3 separate regions of the Zea mays genome follow, and regions 1 and 3 are each linked to region 2. Evidence: chromatin contacts called from public Hi-C and HiChIP or PLAC-seq data. All regions are on one chromosome and are shown on one strand. The core of a region is the stretch at or near the end of the contact, and the rest is flanking DNA. Distances in the headings are between cores, read along the strand shown. Region 1 has its middle 160 kb from the start of LOC100280930. Region 2 holds the start of LOC100280930. Region 3 has its middle 110 kb from the start of LOC103632712.

What was found. Hi-C and Micro-C count contacts between places; a contact is called where the count stands out from the background. HiChIP or PLAC-seq counts read pairs in DNA pulled down with a chosen protein or histone mark.
Region 1: a contact with region 2 is called in a Hi-C map of tassel, with 2.0 times the contacts expected there. The contact joins the enhancer-like site here to the promoter of LOC100280930 in region 2. A contact is called at or near these places in 3 of 25 Hi-C or Micro-C datasets (ear, leaf and tassel).
Region 3: an H3K4me3 HiChIP or PLAC-seq map of leaf shows a contact between it and region 2, with 9 times the contacts expected there. The contact joins the enhancer-like site here to the promoter of LOC100280930 in region 2. A contact is called at or near these places in 11 of 25 Hi-C or Micro-C datasets (bundle sheath, ear, endosperm and 4 more) and 1 of 3 datasets of contacts at active chromatin or transcription factors (leaf).

What each region holds. Positions count from the first base shown.
Region 1 is chr7:112,079,838-112,084,781 of Zm-B73-REFERENCE-NAM-5.0, reverse strand. No RefSeq gene overlaps it. Among protein-coding and RNA genes, the nearest start is that of LOC100280930, 160 kb to the right of the region's middle. Within about 2 kb of position 3,616, at least 8 of the 20 cell types and tissues checked have an H3K27ac peak or open chromatin away from gene starts, as enhancers often do. A contact at or near this core is called in ear and tassel, where this site is marked.
Region 2 is chr7:111,915,227-111,919,686 of Zm-B73-REFERENCE-NAM-5.0, reverse strand. It overlaps LOC100280930, which reads left to right and starts at 1,441. Exons shown (of 6, transcript NM_001366637.1): 1 at 1,441-2,456; 2 at 2,571-2,647; 3 at 3,295-3,340; 4 at 3,478-3,682. The coding sequence starts at 1,454.
Region 3 is chr7:112,147,033-112,151,586 of Zm-B73-REFERENCE-NAM-5.0, reverse strand. No RefSeq gene overlaps it. Among protein-coding and RNA genes, the nearest start is that of LOC103632712, 110 kb to the left of the region's middle. Within about 2 kb of position 1,371, at least 15 of the 20 cell types and tissues checked have an H3K27ac peak or open chromatin away from gene starts, as enhancers often do. A contact at or near this core is called in bundle sheath, ear, endosperm and 3 more, where this site is marked.

The DNA of each region.
Region 1 (4,944 bases), core at 2,367-4,866, 160 kb before region 2:
AAAGAAAATAAAACTGAATGTGAAAATGTGAAAAGCTGCTGTCGAGGTAGGATATTTTCAGTAAATGTGCTTCGACTCTGGCACAGTGCCATTGACTATGCGAGCTTCGGACTCCTCTCTGAAGTCCCGCTAAAGGTGAGTGTGTTGACTCCCTTATGGCTGCTGACCTCGTTGTGTTGGTGGTGGCAGTGGAGGCTGTTGCCAAGATGCTTAGGGTTGGCTTGCCGAAGCAACAGAAGCTGCAGAGTGATTGCCTACATATTCTGGAATGTAAGGTGAATGGTACGAAGCAGTATGCATGATCTGCTTCGGCTGACTCTGTTGTGCTGCAGCTTCTGCTATCTTCTTTTGCTTCTGGATTGTAACATGGCACATCCTGGTGGTATGGCCCTTGTCTTCACCACAGAATAGGCAGTAGATTTTTCTTGGCTGATCCCCAAATCTTCCCCCAAAGCCCCTGGCGCCTCTGCCCCTTGGCGCTGGCGGCCAAAAAGAGCTTTGCTGCTGCCCCGAAGCTTGCGAGGAGTATTGTGGCCTTTGCTGTTGGCTCCCTCTATCATCATTCTGAGTGGAGTTATGAATTGACCTGACGTGCCTCAGATGAAATCTTCCTCCGAAGCCCCTGGTCATTTCAGAGAACCTGAATGCCTCCTCCCTTCTTTGGCGGAAGTCATTGTCAGCTCGGATATACTCGTCCATCTTCTGGAGCAGCTTCTCCAAAGTTTGTGGTGGCTTCCTGGCAAAGTATTGCGCTGAAGGTCCCGGCCGAAGTCCCTTAATCATGGCCTCAATGACAATTTCATTGGGCACTGTTGGCGCCTGTGCCCTCAGACGCAGAAACCTTCGGACATACGCCTGAAGGTATTCTTCGTGGTCCTGGGTACACTGGAATAAAGCTTGAGCAGTAACTGGCTTCGTCTGAAACCCTTGAAAGATGGTTATCAACATATCCTTCAGCTTCTGCCATGAGGTGATTGTCCCTGGCCGAAGAGAGGAGTACCAGGTTTGAGCGACACTCTTGACGGCCATGACAAAATACTTTGCCATGACTGCAGTATTGCCACCATACGAAGATATGGTTGCTTCATAGCTCATCAAGAATTGCTTCGGGTCTGAATGACCGTCGTACATGGGGAGCTGGGGTGGCTTGTAAGACTGGGGCCATGGTGTAGCCTGCAATTCTGTTGATAGAGGAGAAGCATCATCAAAAGCAAAATTTCCATGATGGAAATCTTCATACCAGTCGTCCTCATTGTAGAAGCCCTCCTAATGAAGCTCTCTGCGTGGAGGCCTTCGGTTCTGGTCATCCTGAGCAAGATGACGAACCTCTTCCGAAGCTTCATCTATCTGCCTCTGAAGGTCAGCTAGACGAGCCATCTTCTTCTTTCGTTGCACCTGTTGATGGAGCATCTCCAGGTTTTGGATTTCCTGGTCCAAGTCGTCCTCCGGAGGCGTTGGAATGGTGGCCTTTCTCTTCTGGCTTCGGGCCTCCCTAAGAGAAAGGACGTCCTGATTGGGGTCCAGCGGCTGCAGAGTGGCAGCCCCTGTCGCTGAAGCTTTTTTCGGTGGCATGACGAAGGTGATGCTTGCCGAAGATGATCAAAGCTTAAGAAATGGAAGTGAGTTCACCGGAGGTGGGCGCCAATGTTGGGGACTTGTTCTCAAATGCTATGAATTAAGAACAAGGCAACATAAAATGTTAGATATCAAAGCCCTTCGTCCTTCGAAGCATTATTTCCCTTTGAATATAATGGCTTTCAGACGAAGGTTATGAAGGTCACACCTTCATAATCATAATAAAAGATAAGAGAAATTTATACATAAAACACAGAAAATAACATGATTACTTTGAACATTATTACTAATTTATTCATATTTATTCTACTTATATAGACAACAACAAATCACAAATGTACCTTCGGCTTAAAGGAAAGTAAGGGTACAAGCGTGATGCTAATGCCAAGTCAGCGTGAACAGTACAGGAGTACTGTTCATCTATTTATAGGCACGGGACGTAGCCCGTGTAAAATTACATTAATGCCCTTTACTTTTATCAATAACTCTATAGTAATTATTCGAGGTCTAATTTGGCTTTTCATCTTTAAGTCGGTTTCCCTTTTCTGCTGTCATGCCGAAGCTCTTCTGCACATAGCTTCGTAATCGTTTCATCCTTCGTCATGATCGTCTTCCATTTCAGTCAAGCTTCGTCTTGACCATGCTTTTGTATACCCGCAACCTGATTCCGAAGATACATGCTCGCATACTTGGAAAACATTGTCAAATCATGTTTTTGAGGACCTTCGGAAGCCGAAGGCCCCCAACAGTTCGTAAGCTAAGTAAATTGGTAAGACGACATATTTAAATTAAGTATGTCGGCATATTAGATTAAGAACATTGGTTCCTGACCGATGTTCTTTAATCGTTTTCCTGTAATGCAATGGCTAGCACAGCCTTGGAAATATATTGACGTCGTTAGACTATCCACTCAGGCGGCGGCTGAACCAACTTAACTTCCGACTGTTGGTTTAGCCATAGGAAATTATTTAGTTTCCAACGGTTTGGTCGGGAAACCTTTGGAAGGTATTTAATTTTCGACGGGCTAACTTTAGACGGTTCAATCCTTAAACAGTTGGAAGTGGTTAATTTAATACGGTTTGTATCCAGTTTTCCTATAGTGTTAATGGAGCTGGATATAGATCGACCGATGTCGAACAACTCATTGTCGAGGTTAGAGGAGAGCTATTTTGACGTTCTGTGATGGCTATGTTTAGATCCTAGTGAAAAGGATGATGTCTCGGAACAAGCTAGCTCCTCGAGCTGGTCGTGATGAGTATATATATGGTGGTTTTGGGGCCAAGTTAGATTAGGATTAGCCTTTTTGTCCAGTCTTAGAATACCATTTTATGTGTTAAAATAATTTCTAAAAATTGTTTTGATCCTTGGAAAAGACTTGAAAGATTCAAAAAATCTAGGAAATTTTTTAACGCATCCAAATAAAATGGTTGCGGATCAAGGAAAGATTGCGATGAACATCCAACATGAAAACCTTGACATAGAAAAAAAAAGGAAATGTGTCTGAAAATATTAGAAAAATCCATAGAGTTAGATAAACATATTGGGTGAATTTTTAAATATTGTTTTAACCAAAAACACGATGTAAGAGAGGAGTACGAATGCATCAACATGGTTTTCTACGCACGGTTTATTTAAAAGAATTTTGCTAAATAAAAAATCAGGATGTTACATTATTCCATAGCATGCACAATATATATATATATATATATATATATATATATATATATATATATATATATATATATATATATATATATATATATATATATATAATGTCAGATCATGTACGTATGCATATTCATGATGCAACACCATCTCCGATCCACCGGTTGTTTTGTGCGCGTAATGAAGCAACATGAAGCTAGCTAGCATTGAGTGATGCATGGCCGTGGCTGGTTCTCAGCATTGAATCCGCTCAGGATCACGTGGTGGCTAGAGACCAGCAGGCGAAACGCAACAGTTTGTCTGAACCGAGGCAGCCATCGTTCGGACGTGCTGCTCCCCCTAGCTACACGGCTAGCCTAGACTAGGCTGGCTGCTAGCTAGGCCTCGTGTGTGTGTGTGTGTGCATCAGTGTATGCAGACATGCATGCATGGACCAGAAGCAAAGTGAATGGTTGAGTGAATGAATGCCTTTCGATCCGGCCGTCGCCCATAAATCGCATTGCAGTCCATGATGCCTGTGGCGGGAGAGGATATGTAGCAGCAGCAGGAACATGAGTTAAGTGACGAACGAGTGCCACCCGCTCGCTAGCTACCTGCCGATGGGTGGATCCAGAGCCATTTATGCCATCTACTGTTCATCCTCTTTTCCCCCCTTGCTCCCCACCCCCTGTGCCCTGCCTTTATAAGATGGCCCCCCTCTTCTTTTAATTGATTTATTATTATGGGTATGTGGTCACTGGTCTCTTCAGTCCTCACTTGCATTATGCTCACATGCTCATGCCAATATGATTTTATTTTTTTAATAAAAAACAGCTGCATAGAATCCGGTCACCCTATTAGTTTACTGGCTGAGAAGATAAAATAAAAGGCTAGGATTAATTGTTCACAAGTAATCAAGCCAGCATTGTTTTGTGAGTTTATTGAAGTGGTGAGCTTGACCAGAACTCAGGTGAAGGCGCAATAAAGAGATTTCTTTTTTGAGATTACACAGTACAACGTAGATGTTAACAATGCACATGCCCTTATGAATACAGGCACATAAACTCTACTCCTATCATCACCTTTAAAGACTGGACCACAAAATCCTCGAGATAAGATTGATAAATTAAAGTTGTCACAAGCACCACGCTGTTGAGGATCGCTGTCCACAAGAACATCACAGCAGCTTCATGACAATCTTCATTTTTTTCTCTATTTTAATCTTTATTTACCTTTCCATAAAAATTACACTCTATATGTAGTATCTCACTCTACTCGACTATCTATCTAGTTTAACTATTCAGAACGGTTAGCCAAGTTTGGCTAGTGAAGGAGCCAATTTGGAGAGTCGGATAGATTGACAAGTTAGATGACTAGTCTGTTGGAGAGTTATTTTGCTGTTGAGTGGCCAAAATTTAGCTTGACGAGCCATTTAGCTAGTCTCTTGAAGATGCTCTCATAAATTCATCTACCCTAAAAATACAAAGCTGATAAATCCTACTCTCCCCTTCCAATTTATAATTAGTTTGACTTTTTTACATCAAGTTCGACCAGCTCGTCTCATTCAACAAAATTCATTATTATTATTAACTTTATTGTGATATCATTTAGCATATAATATGCTTTAAGTATGATTTTGAATTTTTTATTTTTCATAAAAATGAATAGACGAGTCAGTCAAACTTGGTAAAAAAGTCAAACAAATTACAAAATTGGGGCAGAGGG
Region 2 (4,460 bases), core at 192-2,691:
GCCACACACAACATCACAAGGACGATCTAACTGTTGCATTTATTGACTACTACTACTACTACATTTAATAAGTAGAGGAACGTAAACACATTCTTCTCTCCAACCACCACGGTCGATGCCCACAAAACCCGCTTGTGTAAGCATTTTTGTTTGATGATGCAGTGGTTTAACGGCATTGCGTTGTATCGAGCGTGAAAGAAGAAAGGTCGACGTGGGTGGTGGTGGTGGTGGCAAAGAGCGTGCAGAGGACGATGCGTCGAGTGAAAAAGGCAGGCAGCCAGGGCAGCATGCAGCAGGACACAGGAAGGGGGGAAGCCAGGACAGGAGCACACACACACACCTTGACACATGCAGCTGGCAGGAAACTCACCGCTTTGCACAAACACAAAGTACTCGCTTACTATGGGACTGCACTGCAAATTGATGAGAGAGGCCGGGTGGTGTGACTGCAGAATGTGGACCTGCTGGTCACTGAAGAGCCTGAGAGCCCGGCCTAGAGCTCTCCTCCTCTCCCCTCCACTGCAACACACACACATACATCCAATCTGAAAGCAGTACTGGGGAGAGAAGAAGTCTGCCTGCCTTGCCTTGCTCCTCCAGTCCTCCCCCGACCCCCGGCCGGCCGGCCGGCCGCCCCTCCCCCATAAAAAAAGGGTGCACTGCTCCACAGAGCAAGGGGTGGGGAGAGAAAGAGGAAGGGGAACCCAAGCCCTGGGGCGTGGGGGGAAAAATAAAGCATCCCAGCAGGCGCACGAGCTCAGACAGCCTTTTCGTCCCCCAAAAAATAATCAGATCATCATCAGTCAGTCGTCTCATGCAAAACAAAACAGGGGAAAAAAAATCAGATGCAGTCTTCTCCTACAATATCAATATGGAGCAGGAGTAGTACACATACCTACATGGACATGAACACAGATTTTTAATTCCAGGAGGTACGATTTTTTTTCTATAGTATACAATTATCAGTCCAGTCTTTATTGTGTGAGGAGGCCAGATGCAGGTGTGGAGACAAAAGCAATGGTTCCTTTGACTCCAATGGCCTCCTAAGTGTCATTTTCTCATACATGGTGATGCCTGCCCCTCCTTAACAACAAGATAATCTCATATTCTCTCTCTCTTTTCCCCCCTTCTTTGCTTCCTAGCTACCTCCTCCTTTATTTCCCTCTCTCTCTCTCTCTCTCTAACTTTTTATGATACTAGTAGCAATAAGGAGGAACAGCACAAGAGACCAGTTCATCCCTGGTTGCCTCTCACAGTCATCTTCTTGACAAGAGAGAGAAAGAGAGGAGAGAGTAACTCCAGTACTGGAGACACAGACACCCACCAAGGCCAAAGCAGAAGCACAAACGAGAGAAGAGAGCCCCCCCCTCTTCCACACAACACCAAGAACCTTCTCTTCCTCCTCTTGTATATATCCATCAATCGCATGAGCCCTCCTCCAAGCTAGCCGGGCATGAAGAGAGGAGAGACCGCGGGGTGGGAACTGCAAGCGTCGTGCGATCAGGAGAGAGGGGCGTCAGCCGAAGGTAGACGGCGGGCGATGGAGGCGAGCTCGGCCGCGTCGCCGGACCTGTCGCTGCACATCAGCCTGCCTAGCAGCGCGGCGGGGTCCGGCCCGTCCGGCAGGCGCGCCGCCGTGGGGGGAGGAACGGGAGGAGGAGGAGGCGCCGGGGGAGACCCGTGGCGGAGGCTGAACGGGTCCACAGCGTCCACGGAGCTGTCCCTGTCGCCGCCGGTCGAGCAGGAGCACGCGGACGCGCTGCCGTGGCGACACCGGCCGTCGGCGGCGGCCGCGTCCTCCGCGGCCACCACGTCGGCGGGCGCCACGCTGATGCCCGCCATGCCGATGCTTCAGCCGCTGGACGGCGGGGGCGGGCTAGGCGCCGGCGCCGGCGCAGGAGGGGGAGCGTCGGTGGCGCTGCCAATCCGAGGGATACCTATCTACAACGGCCCGGGGGGCTTCCCGTTCCTTCCGCCGGCCTCCGGGGCCGACGGCGCCCCCCTCCACCACCACCAGCAGCAGCAGAAGCTCGGGTTCTACGGCTCGTACCACCCGAGCACGTGGCCCTCGTCGCTCGGCTCCACGTCGCCGTCGCCGTCGCCGCTCGCGCCGGGCACGCCGCCGTCCCCGCTGCTGGACCCAGCGTCGGCGGCGTTCCTGTCCCCGGCCGCGCATCACCACCACCGGATGCTGTCGGCATCGGGCCGGCTCAACGGCATGCTCACCGACACCCTCCGCGGCTACGGCGCTGGCGGCGTCGGCGGACTGGGCGGCATCGTCGGCGGGCACCACCACCACCACCACCACCTCCACGGCGCGCAGCCGTTCGGCCTGGGCTCCCGGTTCATGCCCAAGCTCCCCGCCAAGCGCAGCATGCGCGCGCCGCGCATGCGGTGGACGAGCACGCTCCACGCCCGCTTCGTCCACGCCGTCGAGCTCCTCGGAGGCCACGAGAGTGCGTGCCCCCCGGCCCCCGAACAACAGCAACCACGGCTGAATTACACCTCCGATCCCCGTCCTCCGATCCCTGTTCTCAAAATAAATATATCTCCCTCTCCCTCGCCTGCAGGGGCTACGCCCAAGTCGGTGCTGGAGCTCATGGACGTGAAGGATCTGACCCTAGCCCACGTCAAGAGCCATCTCCAGGTACGCGCGCTAGCACTTCGGCCATTGCCAACCAACCATCTCCGAAACTCTGGGCTCCGAACGAATTCACCTCCATCATCGCATTCGCAGGAGAGCCTTGTGATTTCCTTCGCCTCCCTCCTCGCGCCATTCTTCCTTTCTTTTTTCTTCTCTTGTTTGGGTCAGACAAGAACGCCAATGCAGTAACTCCAGACGGTGAATGAAACGGTCCGATGGGCGGGGCCTCGTTCGTAGCCAAGAAACTGCCATTCCTGGCGGAGGAGAGAGATGCATGGGTGTGGGGATGTGTGTGGATGAGAGAGAAAGAGGGCAAAAGTAGTCATCATTACACAATAATGCAGTGTATGTGCATCCGCGCCTAGTTAGCGTATGTGTGTGTAGGTGTGTGCGCGCACGGCCCAAAGCACTAGTCACAGCTTCAGAAAGAACCATGGCCAGAGGAGAGAGAGAGAGAGAGGGCATCATAGTATTTCCATGTGTCCATTTGCTGGTGTTCTCTTGCGCGCCGATCCGCCTGCTCATCCATTTGTTTGTCTCCTACTACACCTCCCATCCCCACCAGTGATTTCTGGTTTGCATTGCATTGGCCTGTGAGCTCATCGCTTTGCTTTTTTTTGTGTGCTTTCCTCGCTTCCCCCCTTTCTCAGATGTATCGGACCGTGAAGAGCACTGACAAGCCTGCGGCGTCATCAGGTACCGCCGCTAATCCACAATGCCACGCGCTCATCGGGTCCCGATTTACTACCTTATTAGATCGGAGCCGGGGGGACTAATCAAATCAATCACACTGCTAATATAACGGCTGGTATACGGTGGCGGTGCGTGTTCAGGGGCGAACGACGGCGGCTCCGGCGACGAGGACTTCGCCGGCGGTGGCCAGGCTGGCTCCGGCGGCGAGAACATGTGCGCGAGGCCGTTCGGGGAGCACCGGTCCACCTCCGAGGGTGCGGCGAGCTCGGTGGGCGGCGGCGGCGGGGGCGACATGGACCAGTCTTCGGCAGGCAACGGCAGCACCAGGTGGAGCAACTCGTCAAGGTACTCAATCCTGCACAAGCGCGACTACCCGTACTAATAATAAAAAGGGCAGCATCATGTGTGTTTGCGAGCGTCTGTGATGACCTCATGAAGCCTCTGGCCTCCTTTACTTTGTTGTTGTTCCCCAACTAGCTAGCTAGATAGCTAGCGCGTACACACATATGTGCACGTTTTGCTTAATGCACGAACTACTAATATATAAACAGCTGCTTCATCTTTTGCTTTTGTCTAATCTTTTGCTTCATCTTTTGATCCAAAGACACCACCAAACATAATTTGGTGCTTAGTAGCCGCATACATGCACTATATATAAAAAGTGATGCATGTCCGGTTAATTACATACTCCCTCCGTTTCTTTTTATTTGTCGCTGGATAGTGCAATTTTACACTATCCAGCGACAAATAAAAAGAAACGGAGGGAGTACATACATCCGGAGAGCAGGAGTATTCAGTTGGACGATGTAAATAATGAAAAAGGTTAAAAAAGGATGTTTTTTGGGGGGGGGGGGGGCGCACACACTAGTACACCACACACATGCTGACATGTACACCTGACCTGGAGAAAGAGGCGCACACAGGCCGGGCTCTGCCTACCTCTATATTGAAGGCCAATGCAATGCCGTGTCATCGCACAAAGAGACCAAAAAGGCCGCATACCCCCATGACCTCCATTGACTTCAGCTTCTGCTCTCTGTGTTTTGTTGGTTTATGCGGGATTATTACATAGAAGGAAAAAAAATATATACAGATCTGCTTCTCCCACCCCCCACACCACACA
Region 3 (4,554 bases), core at 122-2,621, 230 kb before region 2:
GAGGTTATTACGACTTTTAAATCAAGTAACAGTTCCAACAAGAAGCATACAATATAAGTAAATGTGAACCATGAGCACACAGAAAAATAAAAGACATTAACCATCACAAACATAAATTTTGGAATTATAAATTATGCCTCTGATAGCTCTCGCGACGGCATGAGGACAACCACAAGCACAAATTCTGTCAAATTAAGGTCCGATCCGTTTTGGTAGTTATATTGTAAACTATTTACATGATCGAGCTCCTATACAACCTCCCATGAAATTACAATTTTTTACCCCTCTCGCTTATGTAGTAGAGCTCCATACTTGGAGATGTGAATTTATGACATTTTCATCATACAGGCCTGCATGCACATCTTTTCTTAGCTGAGGCTCCTTTTAGGCATCACTTGTAGAGGAAGGTTTTCGCCGTCGCAGCCGAATCTTTGCTTCTATCACCTTCAGCACCATGTACTTTTGATTCAACTATGGATAGTCAAAGTAGTCCGATGAGGATTCAATGAACAAAGATCGAAGCTCTTCAATCGCTTTTATATCCTTGGCCTGAAACCATAGCTAGAGACTTGGCGTGTTTGGTTGTATGTCTAAGGTGTGCCACAGATTGCTATATATTTTTTGTTCCACATTTGCCTAAGGTTAGGCGCACAAATTGTCGACCACATCTTGGCAATGTCAAAGGAAATCTTGCCACATTTTTACAAGTCATTGACCGGTGGAATTTATGCAAAAGGTGAAAAACCTTGCCACAACTATGGTTATAAGCCAAACACACAACAACTAAGCTAGTCAAACATGACTAACCTTAGCTCCACAAACTCTATCATAGATTAGCTAAAAAAAACTAAAAGTTTGGATGCTCTCTCTTGACTCTACTCTTTTTTAAAGCAGACTTACGTGGAGCTGAGCCTATTTGGTTAAAAAAACGTGAAGGGGGAGAGCCATCTGAAACATAACATCCTTAGAGTATTTCTTCTGTTGACTTGACGCCTACCGACAACTCCGAGGACAGGACCGGCATATTATCTAGCGAATCTATCTCTTAAAGCTCTTTTGGTAAAAGGCTAAAAGTGTCGTTTGGGAATAAACATGGCAATCACTTTATGTCATTGGCACCACCGTCCCCTGTCAACATCAAAAGCATGTATACTGCCTATTAGCATATAGCAAGCAATGCCTTCGGTGGGGGTGACCCTGATCCCTGATCCATGCCATGCCACACCCATGCTCTACCATGCAGATCTATTGGAAAGGCGGCCATCCATGCATGTGACACAAAAGCGGTTGCTAGCTACACTACTGTATTACCTATAGCTTGGATTTCGTGTTCAGATAGGATGGAACGGGAAAGCCTGGTCGTGTCCTGCCCACGTGCTTCCTTCTGATTGGACGGGAGGAGGAGCTAGGAGATGGCTTTGCCTATGGGCTGGACGGAACGCATGGGAATGAGATTATATTCTTTGCTTGCTGCGTTCCTCCTACCTAACTAGCTAGCCTAGGAGTACTCCGTAGCTAGCAGCAGCAGCGCGCGGCAGCACAGAAAGAACAACAGCAGCGGCTAGCCACAAGCTCTTTCCATCGCACCTCTCCTGCTCCCGGCCCCATCATCGAAAAAGATTACTACCAAATTGATGAAAGGCTGGCTGAAAAGACTAGGGCAATGGGAGTTTAAATTCCTCCAACCTCCCCATCTAGTCTTGCTTCACCTTTACTAGCAAACTCCCACGGCCCCACTCATCCACCTGTGTGCTGGCCCATTGTGGATGGATACCATGCATGTGTTTGGCTGGATCCTTTGTGCATCATGCATGTGTGATATGATCCGATCAGTCACTAGCTAGGTGATAGCTTTCAGGGTGTGATAAGGTGTAGTGTAGTGTAGCTACCATGTTGTCTATATAACCAATTAAAAATACTCCGAACAACCTCCTGGTTATTGCACAAATAATGTGTACCAGAGTAATATGTATGGGCCTAGCATGCGGTGGCTACGAAACTCCCGAAAACATATTCTTTTATCCCTTACTCAAATTTTGTACATATCATAGGATTATACATACAAAACAACAGCACAACAAGACCCAAATTTGAGACGCACGGAGGGAGAGATCATTGTTCATTGACTAGGACTATTAGCAACTCAAAACGAGACTACTATACGACTATAGAATGCTCATCACAGGTAGCATCCGGTTTTAATCTGGCAATGATAAAGGTTTTCAGAATAAAAAAAATCCAGTTGAGCCCAAAGGAGGCCCAACGAAACCCATCCTAGTCATAAAGAGAGTTCCATTAATGAGTGCTTTAAAAATTTGAATTTCATGCGAAGCACTTTATTCCATTAAGAGCTTGGGATCATTCTCTTTATGTCTAGGCAATCGTAAAAACGATATACCAAACGACAGACTAAATGATAGAAATAACACTATGGCATGAATAGAATGTGGATTGCAACAACAGACGAATTAAAGCATACACAATCTATAATAAGATGGATCTTTCCAAAAGAAGGCAAAACATTTAAAGAACATTCTCAACTGCTTCAAATTTTCCTATGTGACTACTCAAGACACAAGGGTTATACCAATTGAAAGAAATGAACACTTAAGATTATATGTTACCGTCCTTTAGAATTTAGCATTTTGTAGGTTTTGATCTTAATTCACCATTATTGAGATCTTTGATCCTACAACACAACTTAACTCAAGATGAATATGAAGTTCATGATATGACAATTCATCTTTGTGTCAATCATAAGTAATAGACAATTGTAAGATTAATAACTTGAGTTTAGAATTTGATTTAACTGCTCAAGCATCCCAAAGCCTTCGATTCATCTCCATGTTCCTGTTAAGACTAGTTTGCACATTTTGGTACCCATCTTGAGATGGGTCCATCAAGATTAGCCAATAAGGCTTTGGATACCCAAATAACATTTGTGCTAAACTTGGCTGAACTAATAACCGTTCTAGCACAAGTGTAATATTTGGATTTCCTAAGCGAATAAGAATGAATGAACTTGCTAGGCTTAGGAATTTTACCCTTAGTACAAACCTTTTTAAGATGACCTAGTTCATGGCAATTGTAGAAAATGCAATGTTCAGTCTTGTGCAGCATTTGCTTCTTGTTGCTCTTCCTTGTGCGCGATGATCATCTTTAGTGATACATGGATCTTATTCTCCATGTGAGGACATGAAGCAATCGTGTAGCCCTTATCTTTGCATCTAAAGCATCTCATGTCTTTTCTCCTCTTTCTACTCTTGGAGGACAAGGAGACATTGATAGCGCAATAAACATGAACACTTGAATAGTTACCTTAATCCTTGCTCATGTTGTTAGTTTGATTCGTTGCTCCAGGAAATTTCTTCTCTAGATGGAGCTTGGTGTATGTTATTGTTTCTCCCTTCTCAAGCTTCTTCACCGTGCGTCCATGGTTATCTGAGGAGGTCAAGCATAACACTTTCTCCTTAGTTTCTTCATGTTCCTTCTAAGCCTTCTGACTTCTTCCATGAGCTTATTTTCTTTTAAAACTGAAATTTGTTGCTCAATCGGACATTGGCTTACTTGGGAGCAACATAGGTTAGCAATGGTAATATATTTTCAAATTGAACACATGTTCATTTATGAGGTCAATAAGAATTTACATTAGTAATCACAACCTCATGAGCATTATTAAACATGATGTGATCATCAATTAATTTTTCATGAAACAAGAAAGCATATCATGTTTTCATCTAATGCTACCTTTTCAAATTTTAGCATTTCTACTTGATCCTTGATCATGGCATTATCAACTTAAACTTGAGCAATACATGATAGTTAATTCTCATTATTGATGCGCTCAATTAAAAATGATTCATATCTTTGGACCAAATCACCACGAGAGCACTTTAGCTCCTCATGTTCTTTGGTCAGCTTCTCTAGGTTTTCTTTGTCTTGATGAGGGTCTCTTCTAGCTTGAGAAGCGTCTTGCTTTGTTCTTCCGCTCTTCTCAACAATTTCATCAAAATTGTCTTATCTTCCTTGTTGAGATGAGTGCAAAGCTAGTGTATCTCATCTTCTTCCACATCATCTGTCTCGTTCTCCCTAGCATTATCATTAGCAAAAGCATGCAAAGCAGAATGGACAAACAAGCCTTTTGTAGAGGTGGATTTATCGTTTGGTCTCCATCGCTCTTCTTCTTCTTCCTTCAAAGGGTTAGTAGTACAAATACGATAAGAAGTAGAGACAATGCATTTGGACTTAGAATACTTCATTTTAATTCTAGTCCAAAGATCATGCACATTAACAAACATATCATCATTACTAGTCATGATGGTATAATAAGCATCTTTACTAAGATCATCAACTAAGATGTTGCAAGCTGGAAGATTTAAAGTCAAACATCTTAGTTCCCTTAGATGGATTCTACTAATTTTAGAAGGCAAAATACTCTTATCACAAATCTGCTCTAAATAAGGATTTGCACTCTTAAAAGCCTTAAGAATACAAGCGAACCAAGATGCATAATTAGAGCCATTTGTAAGATGAATCTCTAGAGTTACCTCCTTA